Linked DNA regions of Triticum aestivum: region 2 is linked to region 1. A link is a contact called in public Hi-C data. All regions are on one chromosome and are shown on one strand. Each heading gives the region's core, a stretch centred on a gene start, on an enhancer-like site or on the middle of the called end of the contact. The rest is flanking DNA. Distances are from core to core; before and after follow the strand shown. Region 1 has its middle 62 kb from the start of LOC123055148. Region 2 holds the start of LOC123055149 (uracil-DNA glycosylase, mitochondrial).

Region 1 (5,751 bases), core at 2,353-4,852:
TCCCTTGATTAATCCGGATACGGATCCCGTTTAGTCGCACTAAACAATGGGGTTTAGCTGCCGGCTTCTCGAGCCCTGTCCGAACGGAAACCGCCTGCTACTAGTGCAGAGTTGTCGACAGGCTACTGATTCCAGCCTCCAGCTTGGTAGAAATGAAATGATACCTGATCGGATCGTGGAGATCTTGGACTGGACAAGATCGTCGGTGAGGTACGACTCGCTGTACATGACGTTTCTTGCAAGCGGAATGGCAGATCTGTTGACACTTGACAGTAGAGTACATACCAACTGCTAGTAAAAAAATCCCGTAAAAAAGCGCCGGCAGCATCATGAGTCGGCCTCTTGCCGGCGGGGAAGAGGAGAGAACCCTGCTGCTACGGGCGTACGCCGTGTCACATGCGCGCGAGCGCGCGCGCATCCTCCAAGCCACCCGATACATACAGCGTATCTGTAGTACGCGTATTGTACTGCACTGTAGTACGTACGTAGGTGTAGGACTACTGCCTATACCCGGAAGCAGATAGAGATTCCTCCACCTCCAGGACTAGGGCGGGCACGCGCAGTGATGTGCTTCTATTCCTGAGCAGTGACGGTGTCCTGTGAATGAATGCACATCCGATCGCGTCTGATCTGATCCTCCTCTGGCACAAATATCGCAAATCTCCTACCGGGCGCCGCGCCCCGCTTCAGTAAATGAAAGGAAAGGAAAGAATCTTGCTCACTTTCCATGGCAACTTGGTGATTTCCCAGCTCAGCCTATCTGCTAGAGATCGTACTACTAGAGAGTATGTAACCCTTTTCCCTGCCGGAGGAGTAGGTCGAGGAGAAAGCAGATAGATAGATATGGTTCTCGACTTCCAAAACCGGCAATGCAGATTGCATCGTGCGAGGCTGGCCTTTTGGCATTGCCTTTGCCCTTTAGGAGAAAGCAAGTCCTCGAGCCAATTTGCAGCTGCTTTACTTTACGGCACTCTACTGGGCAAAGACCTTTTGAGTCTTGAGTCTTGACGATGGTCAGACATGGTGTGGGAATGCTAGCTGCTTGCTGCTTGGCGCAGCTTGGGTACACACTACACGAGGGCCTATGTCCACACAAGAAAGAACCTGCCTGTCAGCAAGCACAAAATTTAAAGCAAAATAGATTTACAGGTTGCGTTCGGACGACCACGGCGCAAGTCACAGCCTGCTCTGCATAGTGTGTGTGAAAAACATACCCGGCCGGCGTTCCCGTTTCTTGGTTCTGCACGCCGCAAGGCTGGACGCGTTTGTCCACACGCCAATTCCCGACCTGCCGCTGTCAACAACGGATCCCAGCAGCCTGCATTCCCCGAAGATCATGGCCGATGTCCGCACTGATCCGGTCGCAGGCGAGCAGAGCCAGGAGGACCAGGCTTTGTTTGTAGCGTCCACGATACTACTCTACAGTGTAATACTCTGACAAAATCGATCATGCAAGAGAGAGAGAGAGAGAGAGAGAGAGAGAGAGAGAGAGAGAGAGAGAGAGAGATTTGGGGTGCACATGCAGGCTCCCTCCCATGTGAGCAAGATTTGCACAAAACAATTGATCTCACCCACTGATTGCTTTTCTTTCTTTAATCTTTCACTAAACGCACCACACCTGACCGACCAACTACTGCGCTGTGAAGAAGAGGAAAAAAAAAAGGAACGGGTCAATGCAGGTTACATGTAGACGCACGCCCACGCGGTTGTTGGGCTTGAGCTTTTCAACGAGACAGGTGACAAGTTTCTTCACCGAGATCCATCGGATTGGCCAGGATACGTGGTTGACGCAAGAGGTTGAGGTAACATGGACGTTTGGAATTAGCAGACGACCAAGACAATAACGTACTCGTACGTGACCCTTACTATACATTTTCATGAAAATATTCTCAAGCAACCAGGAAAAAAAACTTCTACAGGTATGAAGATTTCCCGTATAGATTTTTAATGAGACATTTTTCTAGACTGGAGAAAAGAAGAAACTTCTATTCTGCCGGGTGTGACACCACGATACCGATATGTACGGTGATTCCCCGTAGATATTTAACGAGATATTCTTGCTAGCTGGTCAATGGCATGGAGCGGATATTCTTGCTATCCCTTCTCTTCTCTCTGTTGACATCGTGTTTCCATCTAGGAGGAATAAAAATCCTACCAGCGATCAAGTCGCGCTGGAAAAGTATTTGGACGTTGATAACTGCCACACGTGTGGCAGGAAAGGAGAGGCACCACACGACTCTAATGCAAATAGATTGCCACATCATCGCATGCATGCATGCGAGAATTTTTTTGGATTTTTAGTTTTTAAAATGTTTTATCTCTTAAATGAAAAATCCGATTGAAGATCCGTTTTCACCATTAAATCCCTCGCTACGAGATCTTCAAAACTACATCTCATATCGATATATTTCGGCGAAATATTTTTTTAGTTAAAAGTTGCCATGTCTATTGCACATGAATTGTCATGATATTTACACTGAAGTTGCCATGATATGTTTCAACTATTTTCTTTTACATTTAAAACTAAATTTTAACATATTATAAAACAGAGAATCAAGAAACTAGACTTGCCATGCATCATAAACTAAAATTGCCATGATACATGCACTTAAAATTGCCATGGTTCAATAAAAAAAATCATGGTCAAAATACTGGAATTGCCATCATCAAAAAACAAAAATTGCCATGATCTACAAACTAAAATTGCCACATGGCAACTTTAGTTTAAGCACTATGGCAACTATAGTGAAAACATCATGGCAACTTCTGGGCAAAAAAAAAACGTCGAAACATATCAACATGGGGTCTAGTTTTGAAGATCTCATCGAGACGGATTTAATGGTGAAAACGAATTTTTAGTTCGCTTTTTTATTTAGAAGATAAAACATTTTTAAGCCGAAAACCAAAAAGATTTCTGCTGATGTCACCTATTCATACGTGGCAAAATGAGTGGTGATGGAGGCGTGTGGACGACCTGCAAACACCCACACGTGTGGGCGTTAGTTTTTCCGAAAGTAATTATCTGATGAGTTCAGAATAGCATCAACAGCTCAAAGTACTGTAATACTAGCAACAGAGAGTTAGAAAATTAGCACTACCTGACACGGCTAAGTGGAGGTCGTAAATTAAATTAATTAAGCAGGCTGTGATTATCGTTTCAGTTGAGCAGGCAAAGGTTACTGACGCGAGTGCACGGCCTGGCGCAGCCGATTCTCCGGTCGATCTATGCACCGGAAATATTTGAAAGCCGGCCGCTGACAGTATCAGTGGAGAGAGAGGACGGGGCGTCGACCCGTCGGCTGGGCAGCTGTGATAGCTGCCAGCCCACCCAAGTTCAAACCCCGATTTTGACGCGTGATATTCATGAAGTTTCTTTTATAAAAAAATGACAACAAGGATTAGTCTTTGGGTTGGTCTTATCTTTAGATACTCTCGAAAAAACAGCGTCAGTGGAGCATGTGGCGCCGGTACGTATCTGCTGAAGTAGGCACGTGAATTTTTGTTCGTTTGCCCGTCGAACCTTGATGCCGACAAGGCCAACGGTGGTGACCCAAACCGAGGATTCGGGAGATCGGAGGTTCTGGTCGGCGGCTCCAGGCCTGCAACTTCATGGCTGGCGTCGGCGGGGGCCGTGCCGATGCCGACACGCCCGTGACCTTGCCGCCCCGCTCTACGTGAGGCCGACGCTGTTGCCTTGCCGGCCGAGAGCAGGGCCCCGGCTACGCATGCACGCATCCTCCAAATTCACCCACAGAGCGTCTGTTCGGCCAACTCCACCGCGCGACCTTATACTATCCGGCCCCGTCAGTTTAGGATAAAAGGGACAAATGAGGCGGCCCAGCACGCGGCGGCCTGAACCCATCTTATCCGTTTTGTGTCCGGGCCGACCCATTTTAAGCGCAAACTTGCGCCGAGTTTGGGTCGTGGCGGACACCAAACGGACGCGCGCCTCGTCCGCGCGTCGGGGCCGCGTGGCAGGCGGCCACCTACCTCACACTCGCCCACATCAATGCGCACGAACGGGCGGCCCCACCTGTCATCCGCACATCGAAGGGTTGCCGTCCTTCTTTAAGTGGGAACCATGGACTGGTCGTCATCCACACTGCCCCACGCCACCCCGCGGCCTCCTTGAAACCCGACAGCGCCGAACCCTAGCCCTCCCTTGTCCTCGAGCTCGCCGGCCGACCACCTCGAAGCCATGGGCTTCTGGAACCGCAAGGGGAAGCACGACCGTGAGGCCGGCTCCTCCTCGGGGCGCCGCCGCGGCTCCGTGAAGAAGGAGGAGCCCGCGTCACCGCCGCGCTCCTCCTGTCGAGCCCCCGCGCCGGCCCCCTTCACCATTAACCCTAGGCCCGCCGGCGAGCGCGACCGGCAGTACCTCGCGGCGGACGTGTGCCGGCGGTACTGGGATACGAGGACGCCGTTCCCGTGGAGCGACGTCCACCTCCCCAACGGATGGCACCTCAGCGCCGACCGTGTGCCGATCCCGCCCGTGCCGGCGAGCGGCCGTGCACGCCGCGATGAGATTGAGCGCCGCCGCCGCCTCCTCCCCGACGACCTGTTCTACGACGACAGGTACGCCCCGACTCGGTGCTCTGGGACACATGGCTCCAGGACGAGCACGACACTCGCCGCGCGTCCTACTTCGCCGGCATGGTGTCAGGGCCGCGGCGGCCACGTTGGGAGGTGCGCATGCGTACACGGGTGCGCGGCCTCACGCCCACGCCGTCGCCTTCCCCGTCTCCGTCACCCCCTCCACCTCCTCGCATTACAGCGGAGGAGGAGGCCCGGCTCGTGCAGCGTGTCATGGATGACTCCATGTACACCCACGACGAGCGCCAATGGGACGGCTTGGAGGAGGCGATGGCACTCTCTGCCGCCGGCGACAGCATTGACGGGCACGGGCAGGAGCACGCTGGCGGCGGCCGTTTTTTATTTTCTTTTTTATGTTTATTATTAATTATGCCAAGTTCGACGTGAAAACTGGGCCGTTTTGTGGCCGTGTCCTCCTAACCAAGTTTTAAGTTTATTAAACTGCGCTTATTTATTTTTTAAGTCATTTCATTTACGTTTTGCTATATTTTTAAATCATGTCCAACGCGGACGTGATTTGGGGCGCGGCCGCGCGGTGGGCGCACGCACGACCCAACGGATAGAGGCGGACACGGCGAACCCATCGGCGTCCCAAAGGGACAAAATCTGGCCAAAACGGACGTCCGTTTAGGGTCGCGGGGTGGAGATGGCCTTCCTGAGGGGTGACGGTCCGATCCTCCTCCGGAAAATATCGCCGATCTCGTACAGGGCGCCGCGTCCCTGCTTTAGGAGAGAATCTTTATCGCTTTCCAAATTTTCATGGCAACTTGGCAGCCTCTCCCAGCTCAGTGTATCTGCGGGTCATGTGGGTTCGACCGTGCAGTTCAGTCATCACCTTGCTCGTGCCAAGGGAGATCCTCGAGCAAACCTAGGCTCCTCCTATTGCCAGCAAAGGATACGATACGATTCCCCGTCTGTCACAAAGCGCTTTTTTACTGTGTGCTTTATACTCTCTTGATCTTGATTCGAGAACGAAAGCGTGACATGCATGTTGCCGCGATGCTACTGCATAAAGTACAGTACTTCTTGCCCATGAGCATGATCATTTCGAGTGTTGCGTGCTGGATCCTCCCGTCCGCCCGTCCCATGTTTTAGCCAACTCCACCGCCGCGCGACCCTATCCTGTCCGGCCCCGACCATTTGAGTTAAAACGGACAA
Region 2 (5,751 bases), core at 1,316-3,815, 260 kb after region 1:
AAATGATCCACAAATTCCCACCAAGCTAGAGGAAGCTAATAATATCAAGTACAGCAAAAAGGAAAAATACAGTTGCAACTACAAGAATACAGCGAAGCAAAGCTAAATAGAACAAAAAAAAGCATAGTTTCTGTATCAAGATTCAAGTGCATAAAGTAATTCAAATTGGTGTGCACGAATATGAGCTCAAGGACAACAGATGTTCAATCCTGATGAGAAAAACAGGCTTACCTGTTAGCACGGTATTGAGCATAAGAATACCCTGCATTGCAAGATACATGTTTTTTCTCGAGTTAGTAAGCACTATTCCAAAAGAAAGTTAAAAGAGAACTTATGGGGTGCTGCTGGGAAATGAGGAAACAGCACTAATCTGAGCAAATTTGGCCATACGCTGTAGCAGGCATTGTTTTCTATATTTCTTAATTCTCATGAAGCTACCTTGTTTCAGGTTCATCGTCGCGTTCTTGCCCATTCAAGCAGACTCTAATTGTTAGAACTAAATATAGTGTAGCAAACCAATTGCTTCTGCAGCATCCTATATGGGATAAATGGTAACAAAATGTAAAATTACTTAGTTCAGTTGATAACTGTAGTGATATGTTTACATGGATTCGGCCAAAACTAGAATATAAGAAGAGGGGGGCAGTTAATCAAATTTACACAAAACAAACACAAAAATCTTTGTGGATTCCTAGAGTAACATGATTTTGGGGACTTGATAGATATCCTCTCTGCAATACAACTGCAAGACTGCCTGAGCCCTTTGCGGTTGTAACATGTGAAAAGAAGCAAACTGTTTCATGGTATATTAGTACATACTGATCCTAGTAGTGCAACGGAAATTAATATTAAGGTAAGCTAAGAACATAAACTTGTTGTTCGTGTGCATATATTATTTACTCCAACGTCTTATCTAACCATTTTACCTGCACAGCCCATCTTTCCAAATTCCCATGGGATGGTATAGTACACCCTAGATCTTTATGCAGCTCTTTAAATATGTTTTGTAAGCTGGAAGGAATTTTGATCCCCTCTGGTACTGAAAACGACAATCCCATGGCCTGGCCAGGACCATGGTATGGATCCTGAAAAGTAGACAATCTGCAACATGAGACACTGAAAACAATTGCTACCAACGAATCTACACTTTAATAAGAAAAAAATCAGAAACTTAGTCTGTCATCATTAGGCAGCCACCGTTAGTTATTACGTTAATGTTAAAGCAGAAATAGAAAAATAGACTGAAAACACTAAAATCAGAAACTTAGTGCGTGATACAGATGTAAGGTAGGTTCAAAGACAAATGAAGAACATATGGTAAGTACAGAGCAAAATTGGATCACCGACTAATAGCTGAATGAAAGGCATATATATGACAGGCATATTTTCTGGCCACAAAGTGTTGTGGGCCATGTGGCAAATATGCCACGCACCACAATGTGATCACACAAACAAAATAGCCTTAAACCAGTTATTCTTGCATGATAATATGAAAATGCAGAACAGAAGCAACAGTTCCTGTCCCTGCATATGGCACTACCAAATTATACTATCCATGTTTCAGTTTAATGTCATTACTCCATACAGCAGACAGCACTGTAACCACAAATCAGTTATTCTAGCATAATATGAATACGCAGAACAGAAGCAACAATTTCCATTTCTGTATACGGCGTTGCCAATTTTTTCTATCCATATTTCAATTTGATGGCATCACTCCATATAGCAAGCAGCATTGTAACCAAAAGAAATTCTAGACGCAAATTTCTTCAGAACGAAATTAAATTAGTGAAACGGTCGAACATTTCTTCATAATGAAGCAGCAGGTGAGCAAGTACAGGATTCGTAGACTTGAGTGACTTGGTATTTGGGTACCTGGCCGATGATGACGGCTTTGACGCTGTGGAAGGGGGTGGTGTGGAGCGCGTGGAAGACGAGGTGCGGCGGCGGGTAGACGGGCACCTTGGCGTGCAGGCGCTCGTGGGCGACGAAGCGGCAGAGGTCGAGCGCGTAAGGCTTGCGCAGCTCCCCGGACAGCGCCTCCAGCCACGTCTCCTCCACGAGCAGCTCCTCCAGCTTCGCGCCGCCGCCGGCCGCTAGATGATGCGAAACCCCCAGCAGTTCAGTTAGAACCCTAGCTAGGGTCCGGGGAGCGGGGGGCGCGGAGAAAGAGGGTACCTTTGGACTCGGCGAGGCGGAGGTTGCGGCGCGCGCGGGCGAGCGCGAGGTTGGTGTCGGCCCTGCGGCGCTGCTCCGGCGAGAGCGAGGTGGGGTCCGAGGGGCCGGAGGAGGGGGAGAGGGAGGCGGCGGGGACGACGACGGTGGTGGTGGTTGCGCCGGAGCGGAGGCGCTTGGCGGGGCGGACGAAGAAGTCGGCGATGGTCTTGGGGGCGGTGGGCGGCGACGGCGCCATGGGGGGCGGGGATTCCGGGGGACGGGCTTCGATTGGGGTTTCGGCAGGCCGCGGTTGGTTGGAGGGGAGGAAATGGGCGCGCGTGGCGAGGCGGGAAGGTGGGGGAAATGGGCGCGCGACGGCGGGATTTTTTGGGCGCTGCGGTGGTGCTCGCCGCCGTTGTGGCCACCGGGGTTATTGGTGGGCTCGGATGCACTTGGAAAGAAGGCCGGATGGTTTCAGCAAGAATGGAAGCCCAAGAAGCTTTGCCACTGTCTTTGACGAACAGAAACGATGGGCCTCCGCTTCGAGGGACCAGCAACGATGGGGCTTTGCCACTGTCTCGTGGAGCTCTTGGCCCGGCCCACAGAGCTCGGGTCCGCTCCCTCAAAAAGAAGAAGAAAAAAAAGGCAGGTCGGGTGCTACGTGTCACGTGTGTGTCATGCATTGAGAGCTTTATCTATACCAATATAAAAAGACCCAAATGGCAGATCCAAACCATCTCGACCGTCAAATCATGTTATCTAGCGATTTAAATCGCTCCAATGTTGAGCACCAAACACGTTTAACGCTCTAATTACCCACCACTGCCATTGGTTATAAACATGTTTTGACTCAACGCTATCCCTTAAAATCTGTCATGTAATTAATATCCTACCATTCCGCGAAAAAGTAATTGATATCTAACCAAATACCAACGTGCAACAGATATATCTTACCTAATATAATGTGCAATTAATATTCTATCTAATAATATAAACATGCATTGCACGTACATTATTACTAGTCTAACAAAAGCATTCCTAGGACAGTCCGTGATGAGACTGCTGATTAGGAATGAAGGTTCTCGTTCTAGCCGGCTTTCGATGTGCAAGCACGCTTGACATAAAAATGGGCTGGTACGGTCACTGATCTAGATAAAATGCTGAACTACAAAAGAGTTAAAAGATGAAGCTACCTCTTCAATCTCGACTAAGATCGGTGCTACAATTGAGCGATTGTTTCCCAGGTAGTTACACAAAAATACCGGTCACATAAATATGATAACAAACTTATCAAAACTCTTTCTCAAATATGCATGAGCGTGCATATCATATATTAACGGAAAAAAAGGTGAAGAGACCCTCCGGGTCTCCACCATAGTTACAACCTTAGGGTTACAATTGCTGTTAAAACATAGCCACATCGTCCACCTGTTAAAGGCACTAAAGAAAAAAAATCGAGCTCTCCTTAAAGTAAACCAGCCGCCCTCCAACAGTGGCAGATCCAGGAATTCAACATTGGGTGTTCAAATAAAATAAAATTGCACCCTAATAGAGAAGCCGATTTGTTCACGGAAATGCAAATACAAAATACAAAATTCACAATAGCAACTATATCTCGAAAGATTACAGAAAATACAACATAGAGAAAAAAAACCTACAACGTGATCATGCGCTCTGTCATCTTGAGAGTGAGATATGACACTATCATCCTTCACTTGCTACTAGTAGGACAAGAACCATTTTCATAAGCTTATAAACAAGGTTATAAGTACTATTGCTTATCTTAACAACTTTAGCATAATAATAAAAATGTGGTATATATTCTTGACCTTTCTAAACCTCTCATCTCTAACCACATCAGTAATGAAGTGTGTAATTTGATAAGAGATATGCATCAAATCTTCCCCTGTGAAACCCATAGGATGGAGGTGTGCAAGCTTAACCAAGTGTCATCTATAGCTTACAATTCAAAGATAATTCATCGAATGCTTTACTGCCTACAATTCAAAGACAATTCATTCGTTATTTTTCTGCTAATGAAATCAAGCAAATCCTCACACCTTAGTGTCATCTACAACTATTTCTCTCTTAAACCTGAATAGCTGCTACACATTGAGTTGGGGAATGTGTCGAATAAATGAATCAATTATTGCAATTTTAGAATTGGATGGAGATTCACCTTAGGTTTAGAGATTAAGGTTCTTGGAGTCAATTCCTGCACTGGTACGCTCCCCTCCCCGCCGTCGACGACCACGGTGGTCGTTGTAGTGTTGCTTGTTCCCACCCTTTGTGCCGCAGCATCCGATTCACATCTCCTCCCCACCGGCGGCGGCGGACTTGGCACTATGGGGCTTGCCCGTATCCTCTGTAGAAATCATGGGGGAATCTGGCGCCCCATGGCTCCCTCGCCTGGGCATTGCTCGCCATCGGCAGAGGGTCACCCGCCGCCTCATCCAAGGGAAGAAGAAAGAGGCCGGCGGCTGCGTGAGCCCTTGTCTCCTCTTGTGCGTGCGTGCATGTGGACTGTGGACAGAAGTGGTTGCTAGTTGCTAGCTTTGCTGTCGGGCTAGTGGGCTGCTCATGAACTGAGCCTATTGGGCCTTTAGGGAGTACATATATACTTTTTTTGCAAAAATAATTGGGTGTACATCTGTACACCCATGCCTCATGGTGGATTCGGCCTTGCCCTCCAAGTGTTTCCTTCCTGCATGATGCACCTTAGGACGGATTGCAGCGAAGGGGTAGCCCCATTGAAGACAACTGCATTACGGTGTTTCCACATCTCCGGTAAACCAAGGGCAACAATTGCCTTGATGTCTCTCTACAAGTATGTAGCCAAACTTCAAGGTGTTTCCCATAAACCAAGTCTGTTAGAGGTCCAACAACGATTCCTCATCACTAACCAAGAGAAGAAGCGGCACTGGAGTGGTGCCTTGTGCTTCTAGACAAAATCGGCATAGGGAGCAGTCTCGCAGACAACAAACTTAGATGCGTAGGCCGATCGATCCGAAATCGGCAAAGTGATTTTTCACGTCAAGTTTTAGCATCAGTGGTGTAATTGACTCTTTCCTTTTCATCGAAGCGTGGAGATGTTTGATCGAAAACAGCGATCACATGCTACTGCAAGGTCGATCCCAGACAAAGGTTGAGGCCCTACTAATGACCAATCCCACACGATCTGGTCGGGTGCTAGATTGGTGATCACTGAATGTACAACGATCTGCTTGTTTTGTTTAATGACTTCAAGCAGAAAAGCACTAGCAATCAACCCATATAGCAGAAAGTATTACAGACATCTTTCCATTCCAGGTACACCGTACACTACACTCATTCTGCTAGCAGGTTTTCACGTGGCGAGTCTTCTGAATTTCAATTCGTTCCCATGTTAGGATGAACAATGTATAGTAGTATAAAAGTTAGAGCAAAGTTTGCCTCCCCTCGAGAAAGAGCAGATATATATACGGCTGCATTATGGAAGGAGAGCTTTTAGGGGAACATGGAGTGCTGGAAAGCCGATCAACAAGTTAATTATAACATCTTAAATACCACAACAAAAAAGAATGGGCTACATAAGCGCGCTCAGATTATCTTTTT

Evidence for each region. Hi-C and Micro-C count contacts between places; a contact is called where the count stands out from the background.
Region 2: a contact with region 1 is called in a Hi-C map of leaf, with 2.8 times the contacts expected there. The contact joins the promoter of LOC123055149 here to the enhancer-like site in region 1. A contact is called at or near these places in 2 of 5 Hi-C or Micro-C datasets (both in leaf).

Annotation. Positions count from the first base shown.
Region 1 is chr2D:630,454,424-630,460,174 of IWGSC CS RefSeq v2.1, forward strand. No RefSeq gene overlaps it. Among protein-coding and RNA genes, the nearest start is that of LOC123055148, 62 kb to the right of the region's middle. Within about 2 kb of position 3,603, at least 4 of the 8 cell types and tissues checked have an H3K27ac peak or open chromatin away from gene starts, as enhancers often do. A contact at or near this core is called in leaf, where this site is marked.
Region 2 is chr2D:630,712,082-630,717,832 of IWGSC CS RefSeq v2.1, forward strand. It overlaps LOC123055149 (uracil-DNA glycosylase, mitochondrial), which reads right to left and starts at 2,566. Exons shown (of 7, transcript XM_044479105.1): 1 at 2,179-2,566; 2 at 1,876-2,096; 3 at 927-1,085; 4 at 232-262. The coding sequence starts at 2,413. LOC123055150 (mavicyanin) reads right to left here. Exons shown (of 2, transcript XM_044479106.1): 2 at 5,660-5,751.